Linked DNA regions of Mus musculus: region 1 is linked to region 2. Evidence: chromatin contacts called from public Micro-C data. All regions are on one chromosome and are shown on one strand. Each heading gives the region's core, a stretch centred on a gene start, on an enhancer-like site or on the middle of the called end of the contact. The rest is flanking DNA. Distances are from core to core; before and after follow the strand shown. Region 1 overlaps Cpne5 (copine V). Region 2 holds the start of Mapk13 (mitogen-activated protein kinase 13).

Region 1 (5,894 bases), core at 2,596-5,095, 400 kb after region 2:
GCCGCAAAGAATTCTGGGCCACGGAGAGGAGGAAGAGCAAGGCACCTGAAGGGGGGGAGGGGCGGAGACCAAGGCCTCCCGGCTGGTGTGGTCTAAGTGTCAGCTCAGCTAAGCCAGCTGTGACAAAGCTGAAGTCCCTCAACAAGAAGGTCTGTGTGCAGTGGTCCCGGAGAGCCACACCCAGGGGCACGGTGTGCCAAGCACCTGAGAGGCCACTGAACCTCCTCCCAGGGGTGGTGGCTCAGCCAACCAGAAAGAGCTGCAGCAACAGCCCAGGTGGAGCCTCTGAAGAAGACACCAGAGTTTCTCACCCTGTCCAGCTGCCCAGCCCCAACGCTGGCCAGTGCGAGCTTCTGAGTCTTCAGGTCTGAGCAATGGATCTTTGGGGAACTTTGTTTAACTCTTCCCATGAGTGCCCCCGCAGCAGGGATGGCCCCACCCCACCCCAGGCCCTGGGAGGCCTGTGCTGTTCCTAGCTCCGTGTGGGGCCTGGAATAGATCCCTTCTCTTCATTGCTAGGAAGGCTGGTCAAAAGGAATGGTTTCGAGACCTTTTTCATTTTGGTTGCACATCTAAAGAACTGCCATTCTGGGGAGGTCCTGCCTCCTCTGGGGCACTTAGGATGTGTGTTTGGGGTGGGGGGGGGGGAATTACCCAGGTCTAATGGCAAAGACTGGGCGTGCTTCTATTGTGAATGGGGAAGGCCTGTGAGCACAGGGCACTGCCCAAACAAATGCTGTTTCTACCTGGGGGACACTGCAGTCAGGGACATCAGCGCATCCAAGTCCCCGAGTGTGAAGAAGCCCCACACAGAAGAGTCTTGATTGGAAGGAGCGGTACACAGGAGAGTCTTGGTTCATTTCTCCCACACATGAGCGGAGTATGGGACAATCAGAGGCCTACCTTCCATAGGTCTGTCACCACCCCCAGTGCTGGCTCCATTTTACATGTGGGGTTGCTCCAAGGAGGATGGGATTCGGGGAGAGAACTCTTCTGAGCCTAGTGACTACATTACCTGACAGAGACATCTCTCTCAGGAATAAGGGTCAGAGGAGGGAAAGAGGGCACAAACCCAGGTACATTTGCATAGCAAATATACGGACCCATTCTAGAATAGACAACAGAGAAAGCCCAGATCTCTCATGTTGAACATGGGAACAGAGAGCTCCGTGCAGTGTGGTCATGCAGCATGGCTCACCAGAACAAGGTGGCCCTCCTCCCGGCCCCAGGGCTTCTCCAACACCAGTAACCACATCTACAGCTGCCCCCAGGGCCTTTGCATATGCTGTTTTTGAGGGCTGGGTCCCTTTATTCTGTATTTATTCTGTATTCTATATTTATTATGTATTCTCAATATCTGATCCATTCTGTTTCACCTTCCCCCACAGCTCTTGAAATCATTTCACTGATGTGTGTGCAGGTACTAAAGAACCCTCTGCCTCCCCTGTTATAAGCACCAGGGACCTGGGTCTTCCGTTTCCTGCCTGTGTCATTTGCCCGTATGGTTCTGCTGAGAGCCCAGCACATATTTGCTGAATGTTAGAATGTCCAGCCCACCAGCCCTCACAAATCAAGGACCAAAGTGGTCTCTGGTGGTAACAGTTACTCAGCGGCAGTGCCTGCTGCTGCCCACGCAGGATGAAAGGTGGAGTTGACTCCTGCATGACTCTTCGCTGTCTAACCTTGACTGAGTCACTTCCCTGCTCCTCTCCATGATAGTGGATGCCAGTGTGGCCTCTCACAGTGCCCAGTTCCTGGGGATTCCCCACATGCACACCCGCTTTTCCTTCCTGCAGAGATTCCCTGAGGCTGATGGTTCTCTGCTACCCACTCACCTAGATGGGACCCCTGCCCTTCAGCCTGGCTTTTGGCTCAGGGCAATGCCCCTCCATTGCGACAGGGGGCGCTACTCACCGTGCCAGAATTCACGTATTTCTTTTTCTTCATTTTCTTTTTTGGATTTATCACCTGTAGGGAAAAGTAACCACTGTTTGAAAGCAGTCGGGACAGTTTCGGGGCTCCCAGCAGACCTGGGTGTGGCTTGGGCATCAGCCCAGCAGGGTACGGGTGTGACCGCAGCTTGGGAAGGGCTTTGCCAGGCTTTGTGAGATGCTGGCACTTGGGCATCCTCATTAACCCTGAGTCCCAGTATCCATCACACTGAGACAGTTTCTTTAGCTTTGTCTCCCAATACCCTTAAACCTGCCAGAGCAACCAGGTGTTGCAAGACAACTCTGCCCACGCCTGCCTGTGCTGGCTGGGCCGCTCTTTTACCCCCTACACATTTGCAGTCCTGCCTTCCCCATTCTCCTTGGGGCTCCCACTCAGGGGTGCCCTGAGCCTATGAGCCTGGCTCTGGGCCACCCTGACCCACAGTAGGAAGCTTCCAAACCAAACCTGCTCGTCCCATGACAAGGCTCCGCACAGTAGGCTCTGTAAAGACTCAGGATGTCTCTGTCCCCCCACTAGTGACAACAGTGGGTGACACCCTTCACCCCTGACATCTAGTAAAGTCTGTAGGTGGTTGTCACCACTCGGGGAGCGGGTGGGAGGTCAAGACGCTGCCTCAGAGCAGTGACCCAGCTGTAGTTGTGGTTACTGGTGTTGGAGAAGCCCTGGGGCTGGGAGGAGGGCCACCTTGTCCTGGTGAGCCATGCTGCACGGAGCTCTCTGTTCCCAGGCTCAACACGAGAGATCTGGGCTTTCTCTGGTGTGCAATCAACAGAGCCAGGCTGTTCTCAAACTCTTATCCCCTCTCCCACATGGCATATCCCACGTGCCTCTCTTGGGGATCTTTCCTATGTCTTTTTATTTGTTGTTTTTTCAAGACGGCATTCCCTACATAGCTCTGGCTGGCCTGGAACTTGCTCTGTAGACCAGGCTGGCCTTGAACTCGGAGATCCACCATCTGCCTCTGCCTCTCAAGTGCTAGGATTAAAGGCGTGCGCCACCAGCTTCCTGTCTTCCCTCCCTATGTCTTTAACTGCAGTTTCTTCGGTCTAACAAGGATTGATGCCCACTTCAGAGACGAAGGGAACCAGGACACAGAGATGCCAGGCGATTTGCTTAAGTCACACAGCCATCTGGGTAGACACAGGAAGAGAAACCTGTCTCCAGGCCAGCGGTGCATACGTACAGAGCTGTCACCCGTGATGGATGAGTGACAAGTTCAAATGGGAGGGCTGGCATCATGCTCAGGTGGGGACTGAGGCTGGGTCTGAGATGCTGAACATCCTAGAAGTGCCTCTCTAGCCATGGGGCAGCCTTCTCTAATACCACCTGGCTGCCAGGCAGAAGGGCAGAGTTGCAGACTCAACATTAATGTTTACCCAGCTGAGCTTATTCGGGGTTTGGAACAAAATGTACCTCCGACCCCTGCTTCACGGTTCCCTGCAGCAGAGTGGAGCGAGCAGAACACGGTTTAGGGGTGTAGATTTCTTTATAGTACCTCTTAGACTCATTTTGGTTTGCTTTCTATTGTTGAGACAGGGGTCTCACCGTGTAGTCTAGGCTGGCCTTGAGGTCACATTCCCCTGCTTCTGCTTTCTGAGTGGTGGGGACCACAGATACACACAACCGTGCCTGACACATTTCTTTGAAGCCTTTGGCATTATCTTTAAATTAACGTGTAGTCAGTCACACTTCCGCTCTCTGAACCTACTCTTTTTTTTTTTTTTTTATGTTAAAGCAACCGTTGGCGTCAGATCTGAGCGAAGTGGACAGTGAGTTAGCACCCTGTCTGCTCTGAGCTCTCCTGGGATTTCCTAGAACCTCCCTCATCCTAGCCTCTCTAGCTACAAGTGACTGTCAGGCTTCACACAGGGCCACAGCACCCCCTAGGGACGCTACAAGGAACTGGCCCGCTCCACTAGGCGGCTACCTTTCCCCATGTCTGAAATCTGGTTTCCTGTGCACCAGGCTGCTGGGAATGCAGAATGAACCGGCCCACCTCTGAGGGTCTCATGGTCATGGAAAGGCCCCAGGCACAACCTCGGGAAGAAGAGTGTGCCTGTAGAGACTTGCAAAGGTGATGACTTCCTTGAGGGGACATTTGAGAAAGCCTCTGGGGACCATATTGATCAGAAGTGGGACCATATTGACTCAGTAGAGTCCTTGGGGAGGCAGCAGCTTCAGTGCTCGGGGCCCAGACAGACATGAGCCGTGCCTCTCTTCACAGAAGGAGCACACTCCCCTCTGTAGGCCCGTGGGGCTCAGGTGTGGTGACAATGGGGTCAGGTTAATACTCAGTGCCAGCTTAAGTGGAGATCTGCCTTAACATTAGAGAGTGGGGGTGTGGGGTGAAGTTCATTTCAAGGCAACACGGAGCCACACCCAGAGCATTCTGGTCACTGTGGAGGTTAGAAGAGACTAGAATCCTATTGCAAAGCCCCACACCCTGCAGAGGATGGTGGGAGCTCAGGAGGTGGGGGGGGGGTGTGCTGTTGGGGATCACTGGAGGGGTTGGAGACTGGAGGCTTGTCTGGGGCTGTCAGAAGGACAGTAGGACTTGAAGAGGCTCAGCGTCTGAGTGATTCTTTAGCAGAGGCTGGGTCCCAGGAACAGCTGCTTTAAAAGTGTGTCCCGCCAGGGTGGCTTCAGGGTTGGAGGTGGGGTGTTGACTGGTGAGGACCTTTTTCACACTCCTGACTCTAGCAAGGGCTTCCTGGGCCCACTTGGCCTCCTGGTGACACCCCTTGGGTCCAAAGCTGCCCCCCCGGGGGTGGGGGCGGGGCGCCAGAAACGGAGGTGGTTTTCCCCTGGCTCAGGCAGCTCGTATCTTGTTGATTGCAAAGAGGCTGTCTGAGGAAACGGAAGGAAACCGGCCGCCCCATCTGTGCAGCTTCCGATTTCCATTTCACCCAAGACTTCACAGCCACTGGAAGCCAAACCCCAAGAGAGATAACTGCTCCACCCACTTCCCAAAGAAAGGTACAGTCTGCCTTGCCTGGGCTAGGGGACTCCTTCCCCAAAACCACTATGAAGGTCGGAAAGATAGTTCAGTGGTTAAGAGCACTGGCTACTCCTCCAGAGGACCACAAGCTTTGTCTGAAGACGTGGGGCCACTCTGGAGTTGGGACCTCAGGTCTTGGCTTGTTAGACATCTTTCCCTTCCTTCCTGGTGCTCTTCCTGTGGTGTGTGTTGGAGGTGTGTGTGTAGGGCCGGGGAATGGTGGTGTGTGTGTGGGGGAGGGGAGTGGCTATTAAATTACTTTTATAAAAATTTATTTATTTATTTTTATGTATGTGAGTACACTGTAGCTATACAGAGCTGTACAGATGGTTGTGAGCCTTCATGTGGTTGTTGGGAATTGAATTTTAGGACCTCTGCTCGCTCCAAGTCAACCCCTCTTGCTCCAGTCAGGCCTGCTGGTTCAGTTCCTGCTTTCTCTGGCCCAAAGATTTATTTATTATTATACATTATTATACACCAGAAGTGGGCGTCAGATCTCATTACGGATGGTTGTGAGCCACCCTGTGGGGGCTGGGATTTGAACTCAGGACCTTCAGAAGAGCAGTCAGTGCTCTTACCCGCTGAGCCATCTCGCCAGCCCGCACCCAGGACTTTCTTAAGGACCTATCAGAAGTGTTCTGCAAGGGGTGGAACTCAAGAACTTGGAAGTCAGATGACTTAGCGCTGTGTGTTTGTGTGGGGGTATGGTGTATGGTTGGGTGTGTGGTGTATGAGGTGTGTGGGGAGATCTGTGAAATGGAAACATGAAACCCACCTTGTGAGACAATCCGGAAATCCCTGGCCCCAACCCCTCTCAGAGCTCCTGGGTCCTTGCTGACCCAGCACCCCCATGAGGAGAGACCCCACCCCTGGAGCATCTTACCTCATAGATGTTGAACTGACTCTGGCCACGTGCCAGCTCCCGGTAGCTGGTGGTGAACTC
Region 2 (5,876 bases), core at 2,332-4,831:
CAGCACTTGGGAGGCAGAGGCAGGCAGATTTCTGAGTTTAAGACCAGCCTGGTCTACAGAGTGAGTTCCAGGACAGCCAGGGCTACACAGAGAAACCCTGTCTCAAAAAAAAAAAAAAATTTAAAATAGGGGCGAGGGGAGATGAGATAGGGGGTTTGCAGAGGGGAAACCAGGAAAGGGGGTACAACATTTGAAATGTAAATAAATAAAATAACCAATAAAATAAATAAAATTTAAAGTATTTTCAAATGCACGAGGGAAAGGTACGTTTGTCTGGACACAACCTCACAGGGAAGGAACTTCTACCTTCGCCTTTGTGTCACCTCGTTTTACAAGGACACACAGGTGGATGTGCTGGGACTTTGGTCTAAAGTCACACAGAGGGATGTACCAAAGCTGGGAATTCAGGTTTCCTTTTAAAGTCTTTTGTGTCTCAGAGGGAGAGGGACTGAAGTCTTTAGAGCTAGAGAGAAAATACTCAGCTACCCATGATGCCCTTGGTGACTCCTTCTTCCTCTGTTTCCTTCCTTCCTTCCTTCCTTCCCTCCCTCCTCCTCTCCCCTCTCTTCCTAGCCCTCCTTCCCTCCCTCCTCCTCCCCCTCTGCCTCCAGTGACTCTGCTCACTGGATTGAAGGCAGCTCCCTCCCAGGCTGCCAGGCCACTGAGTCAACCCAAGCCCAGCAAGGCCCAAGGTGAGGGTCATTGCCAGCTGAGTCTAAGGCCCGAGTCATTTCCTGACCCTTGCTCAAGAGGAGCCGAGAGTGGCCAGCTGTGCTGTGCCGAGGGGGGGGGAGTGGGGGGGTGGCTCTCCTGGGCTCCTTACCTTTCTGAGTTCAGCTCTCCCATGTTACAGAGACTCTAGCCCTCTTTCTCCTCTCAAGCCAGGAGAGCGCATCTCTCAGGGCTAACTCTCAGTAGCCCATGACCAGCCATAGAGTCTGGCTTCCAGAAACATGGTTCCTTCATCCAGAACCGTCAACCCAAAGGGTCTCAAACTCCTACTGTCTGCCCCTCCTTTGTCTTCCCATGGGGTCTTGGGACCAGAAGAAAGATGGAGCAGGAAACGGGCTGAACTGAGAAGTCACATTCTTAGCAAGATTCCAACTGATTTGGAGACACCATTAAACCATTGTTCCAGGGACTACCATGCCAGCTTCCTTACCCCACTCTGCCCGTCTCCAGCCTTGTGACCTTTAGCTAATTACTTAAGCCCTCTGTGTCTGTTTGTCACCTCTCTGGCGAGGGTGCTCAGCCTGACTCACTGGCCTTCTGCCCTGGAGTGGAATATGTAAAACACACTAATGGTTGGCACATGGCAAGCACGTATGTTTATTAGATAATTTTTCATACCCAATGGGCTGACTCGGTCATTCTTAGACATTCTTTGATATGTTCTTAAGATGAGTAACACACAGATGCCCCGCCCAGAACATGTCTGTGGGGTTGTTCTCCCCAGTGGTCGCAGACCGTGTGGCTGCGTTTGGGGTCTGCAGACAGCTTGATGGGTCTCCCAGCTAGCACATGGCTCTCTTGTGAGCCTCTGTCCTCTGACCAATGAAGCAAGCTGGCTCCCTTCCCTTTCACAGAGAAGCCAGAGAGGGTGGGACATGTTCCAGGGCATGCATGACTGAAATTGAGAACAAAGTCTCCCTGGGACCACCCAAGACAACGCCATTCACGTGGCCTTAGAAATCAAGCAAAGATCTATACTCAGAATTAGACATTTACTCTGGAGGCAGAATCAGGGCAATATCTATGAGTAAAAGACCAGCCCAGTCTACATAGAAAGTCCCAGGCCAGCTAAGGTACATAGTGAGATACTGTCTTAAAAACCATCACCAGGGAGTGGGTGGGTAGGGGAGTGGGGGTGGGTGGGTAAGGGGGACTTTTGGTATAGCATTGGAAATGTAAATGAGCTAAATACCTAATAAAAAATGGAAAAAAAAAAAAAAAAAAAAAAAAAAAAAAAAAAAAAAAAAAAAACCATCACCAGCCAGGCTTGGTGGCACACACCTTTAATCCCAGCACTCGAGAAGCAGAGGCAGGTGGATTTCTGAGTTCGAGGCCAGCCTGGTCTACAAAGTGAGTTCCAGGACAGCCAGGGCTACACAGAGAAACCCTGCTCGAGAAAACAACAACAACAACAATAAAAACATCACCACCGGGCTGGAGAGATGGCTCAGCGGTTAAGAGAACTATCTGCTCTTCCAGAAGCCCTGAGTTCAATTCCCAGCAACCACTGTAATGGGATCCAATGCCCTCTTCTGGTGTGTCTGAAGACAGCTACAGTGTACTCATATACATAAAATAAATTAATCTTAAAAAGCTAAAAACAAAACAAAACCATCACCACCAGTATCAAACAAACTCCGGTGGATGTTTAAATCTTTGTGAACTCTGGGGACTGTAGAATTAGCAGCCGTCGACTCTGGGTGTAAGACAGCAAATCTCTCATGAGAAGAAGGATTGGATGCCTGGAGTTTGTTTCAGAAAAATGGGGAAGAGGAATAGAGTCTGAGCCCTGGTCAGTCGCTGAGCCTTAGGATCTGAGAGTCCTGCTTACTGAAAAGACAAGAGTCCTGGGGTCACAGGAGCTCATGTAGAACCCCATGAATTGTAGGGTTCTTGTGTTGTTGTTGTTGTTTGGGGATCTCCGGAGGGTTTTCTGGGAGGAGGGGTGTTGAGACAGAGTTTCTCTGTGTAGCCTTGGCTGTCCTGGAACTCTGTAGACCAGGCTGGCCTCAAACTCAGAAATCCACCTGCCTCTGCCTTCCAAGTGCTGGGATTAAAGGCGTGTGCACCACGATGCCTATTTTTGTTTATTTATTTGCTTATTTGTTTTGTTTAACTATGTGCATGATGACCTGGGTGCTGGAAGCCAAACTCAGGTCATCCTCAAGAGCGGTGCAGTCTCTAACCTGCTGAACAACCTCTCCATCTTTCTGTGGGGTCTCACTATGTAACCTATGCTGGTCTCCAGTTTACTGCGTAGTCAAGAATGACGTTATTTCTCTATCCTTCCTTCCTCCCTCCCTTCCTCCCTTCTTCTCCCCTTCCCTCTCTTCCCACCCTCTCTATCTCTCCCTCCTTTCTTCTATCCCTCTCTTCCTTCTCTGTTCATTCTCTGTATCTCTCCTCTCTAGTCTCTCCTCTCCCTTCTTCCTCAGGGTCTCACCTAGTCTGGCATTGAACTATGTACTGAACTGGACTCAAAATCGTAGCAATTCTCCTGTCTCTGCCTCTATCTCCTGTGTTGAGTACAGACCTGAGCCACCACGCCTTACATGTGAAGGGTATATTTCTTAAACTAGCCCAACTAGCAACAAGTTGAGCGCCCCCCCCCCCGCGCCCTAACCCCATTCCCAACTCTTCCTACAGTCTCTAGGCAGCCTCGCAGGCACCCCTTTCCCGCAGGGCACCCCCCTCCTCCCTCAGCACCTGCAGCAGGTGGCTGGTGGGGCCTGGGGCGTTCGCCGGTGATGGGCGGAGTCCGGAGCGCGGGCGAGCGGTGGGCGGGCCGGGGCGGGAACGTACCTGGGCGAGGCGGCAGGTGCGCCGCCCCACGGGGGAGGAGCGGGCGCGGGGCGGGAGGGGACCGCGGCGGGACACCCGGGCCGGGAGCCCGCGGGCAGCCACCGCAACCTCCTCGCAGGACCGCCACCACGGGGTCCGGGATGAGCCTCACTCGGAAAAGGGGCTTCTACAAGCAGGACATCAACAAGACTGCCTGGGAGCTACCCAAGACCTACCTGGCGCCCGCGCACGTCGGCAGCGGGGCCTATGGAGCGGTGTGGTGAGACCCGGGGACCCCAGGAATCAGAGGAGCCACGGGCCACCCCTCGGCAGCCTCCCCGAGTGAGCCCGGTGGCAGTGGGGCCCCTGTGGGTTGAGTCGCTGGCGAATCTGGTTCTCCAAGGCTGTAACTTTTTAAAAGGGATCTCGGAGTTCGTGGGACAGATCCCTGCGGTTGCAGATGAGGCCCCAAGAGGGGAACTTGCCAAATCGCAGAGCAGGGACTCCTGGCCTGCTCTGCATCCTGTCAGCAAGAACTGCTTCTCTCCTTGCTCTGCCGCCCCTTCCTTGGCGTCGCCCCCTACTCACACACACTCTCTCTCTCTCTCTCTCTCTCTCTCTCTCTCTCTCTCTCTCTCTTTCTGCTGGTCTCCGGCCAGCCTGGGGAGCACAGAATGGGGGTGGCCTAGGACAGGGCTGGAGGGATCTCCAGTTTAGGCCCTTTGCGCCGCCCCTCCCCCTCACCTGCCTGTGACCCCGCAGCTCGGCCATCGACAAGCGGACAGGGGAGAAGGTGGCCATCAAGAAGCTGAGCCGGCCCTTCCAGTCGGAGATCTTTGCCAAGCGCGCTTACCGCGAGCTTCTGCTCTTGAAGCACATGCACCATGAGAACGTAGGCTGCCTCGGGGTGTGGATGTGCCGGGGATCGGAGGGCAGGGAGAGGGGCCCAGGAGGGGCCTGCCCAGGGTCGTGCGCGCAGGGCCAGGAGAAAGAACTTCCTCTGCTCCACCCTGGTTTCTCAGCTCTCTAAGGAGAGCCCAATGAGAAGATGCCAGGGCCTGCCCAGCTCGCTTCCCAGAAAACACACAACCTTTTCTTGATTGTGAGGAGGAAGTAGGCACAGGGGAGCTTCGCGATTGGTTCTGTGAGGACTCCAGTCCGATGAGCCTGGGCACTTGAGCTAAAGCTGCCTCCATTCTGGCCACTCTAAGTCTAACAATAAATACTGAGTATTTAATGCATGCGGGGGTGGGGGCTGGCTAACTTTTATAATCCTCTCCGTAACACATGCCAAGGCACAGAAAGGTTTCCCCGGTTCTGCAGCGGCAGAGCTGAGGTTGGAAGGGGCGGGAGGCAGAGCCTGGTGCCTGACCATTTGACCATCCTGTCTGATGGAAACAGACCCCGTGACCCAGCTCTGGGCCAGGCAGAAGGGCTAGGGTCCATTTCAAATAGAGCCTTGTACATCGTGAACCCTAATCCTTTCAGATAACCTTTCCTCAGTGGCCTCCAGCTTCGAGGTGGAGGGGACTTGCCTCTAGCTCTGGACAGACTGACAGATGTGGCTAGAGACCCGGGGTCCAAGGCTAGAGCTGAGGTCCAGAGTCCCAAGGACCTGGAGTTCTCATCCTTCTCTCCTCTTCCCCCCTTGACCCTCAAGATTTGTTAGTTACAAGTGGGACTGTTCACCCCAAACCCCAAATTTGGGATCAAACTTACCTTGTTCTCAGCCATCTCTCCAGCCCAGGCAAATGTCCTCTTCTGCCTGGGCCCCCAAACTGTTCCCATGCCAGCTGGGGCCACCTTCCGTAGCAGAGGGTGACCTGGATGGTGGCCCTGGGTGGCTGAGACCCTCAGGACAGGGAAGAATGGCGTTGGCAGCGCACCCTCACTGGTGGCCTCTCTCCAGGTCATTGGGCTTCTGGATGTCTTCACCCCTGCGTCTTCCCTTCGGAGCTTCCATGATTTGTGAGTCGGGCTGGATTGGGGTGTTGGCAGATCTTAAGGCTGGCTCGGGAATACTTTGGGGCAGGGTAGCTTCCGCGCAGAAAGGGGTCCGTCCCCCCCCACCTAGCAGTTCTTGTGCCTCTGCTTTTACATTGAGATCTTCCCTGGAGAGGTCCCTTGGCTGTGGGTGGAAGGGCTGTAGGGTACCTGCCCCCCCCCCCCAGAGCTGTCTACACAGCTCCTACCCTTGTTATCAGACCCTGGCACCAAGAAGAGCTGCTGGCCCTCACAGGGTGTGTACTGACTCTCCTCACCCATTCCTGGTGGCCAGGTGTGACTTTGGACTTCATGATACCTAGAGGGTTTTTTTTTCCCCTAGAAGGAAGTGAGGATCAGATAGCCCGGACAATCTGGCT

What was found. A called contact is a pair of places that touch in the nucleus more often than the background predicts.
Region 1: a Micro-C map of embryonic stem cells shows a contact between it and region 2, with 1.7 times the contacts expected there. The contact joins the enhancer-like site here to the promoter of Mapk13 in region 2. A contact is called at or near these places in 1 of 15 datasets of contacts at CTCF or cohesin (embryonic stem cells) and 4 of 484 Hi-C or Micro-C datasets (the N1E-115 cell line, cerebellum and embryonic stem cells).

What each region holds. Positions count from the first base shown.
Region 1 is chr17:29,167,491-29,173,384 of GRCm38.p6, forward strand. Cpne5 (copine V) reads right to left here. Exons shown (of 21, transcript NM_153166.2): 12 at 5,835-5,894; 13 at 1,915-1,968. Among named protein-coding and RNA genes, the nearest start is that of Rab44, 56 kb to the left of the region's middle. Within about 2 kb of position 3,846, at least 104 of the 459 cell types and tissues checked have an H3K27ac peak or open chromatin away from gene starts, as enhancers often do. A contact at or near this core is called in embryonic stem cells, where this site is marked.
Region 2 is chr17:28,765,736-28,771,611 of GRCm38.p6, forward strand. Mapk13 (mitogen-activated protein kinase 13) reads left to right here and starts at 3,582. Exons shown (of 12, transcript NM_011950.2): 1 at 3,582-3,793; 2 at 4,276-4,405; 3 at 5,423-5,481. The coding sequence starts at 3,675.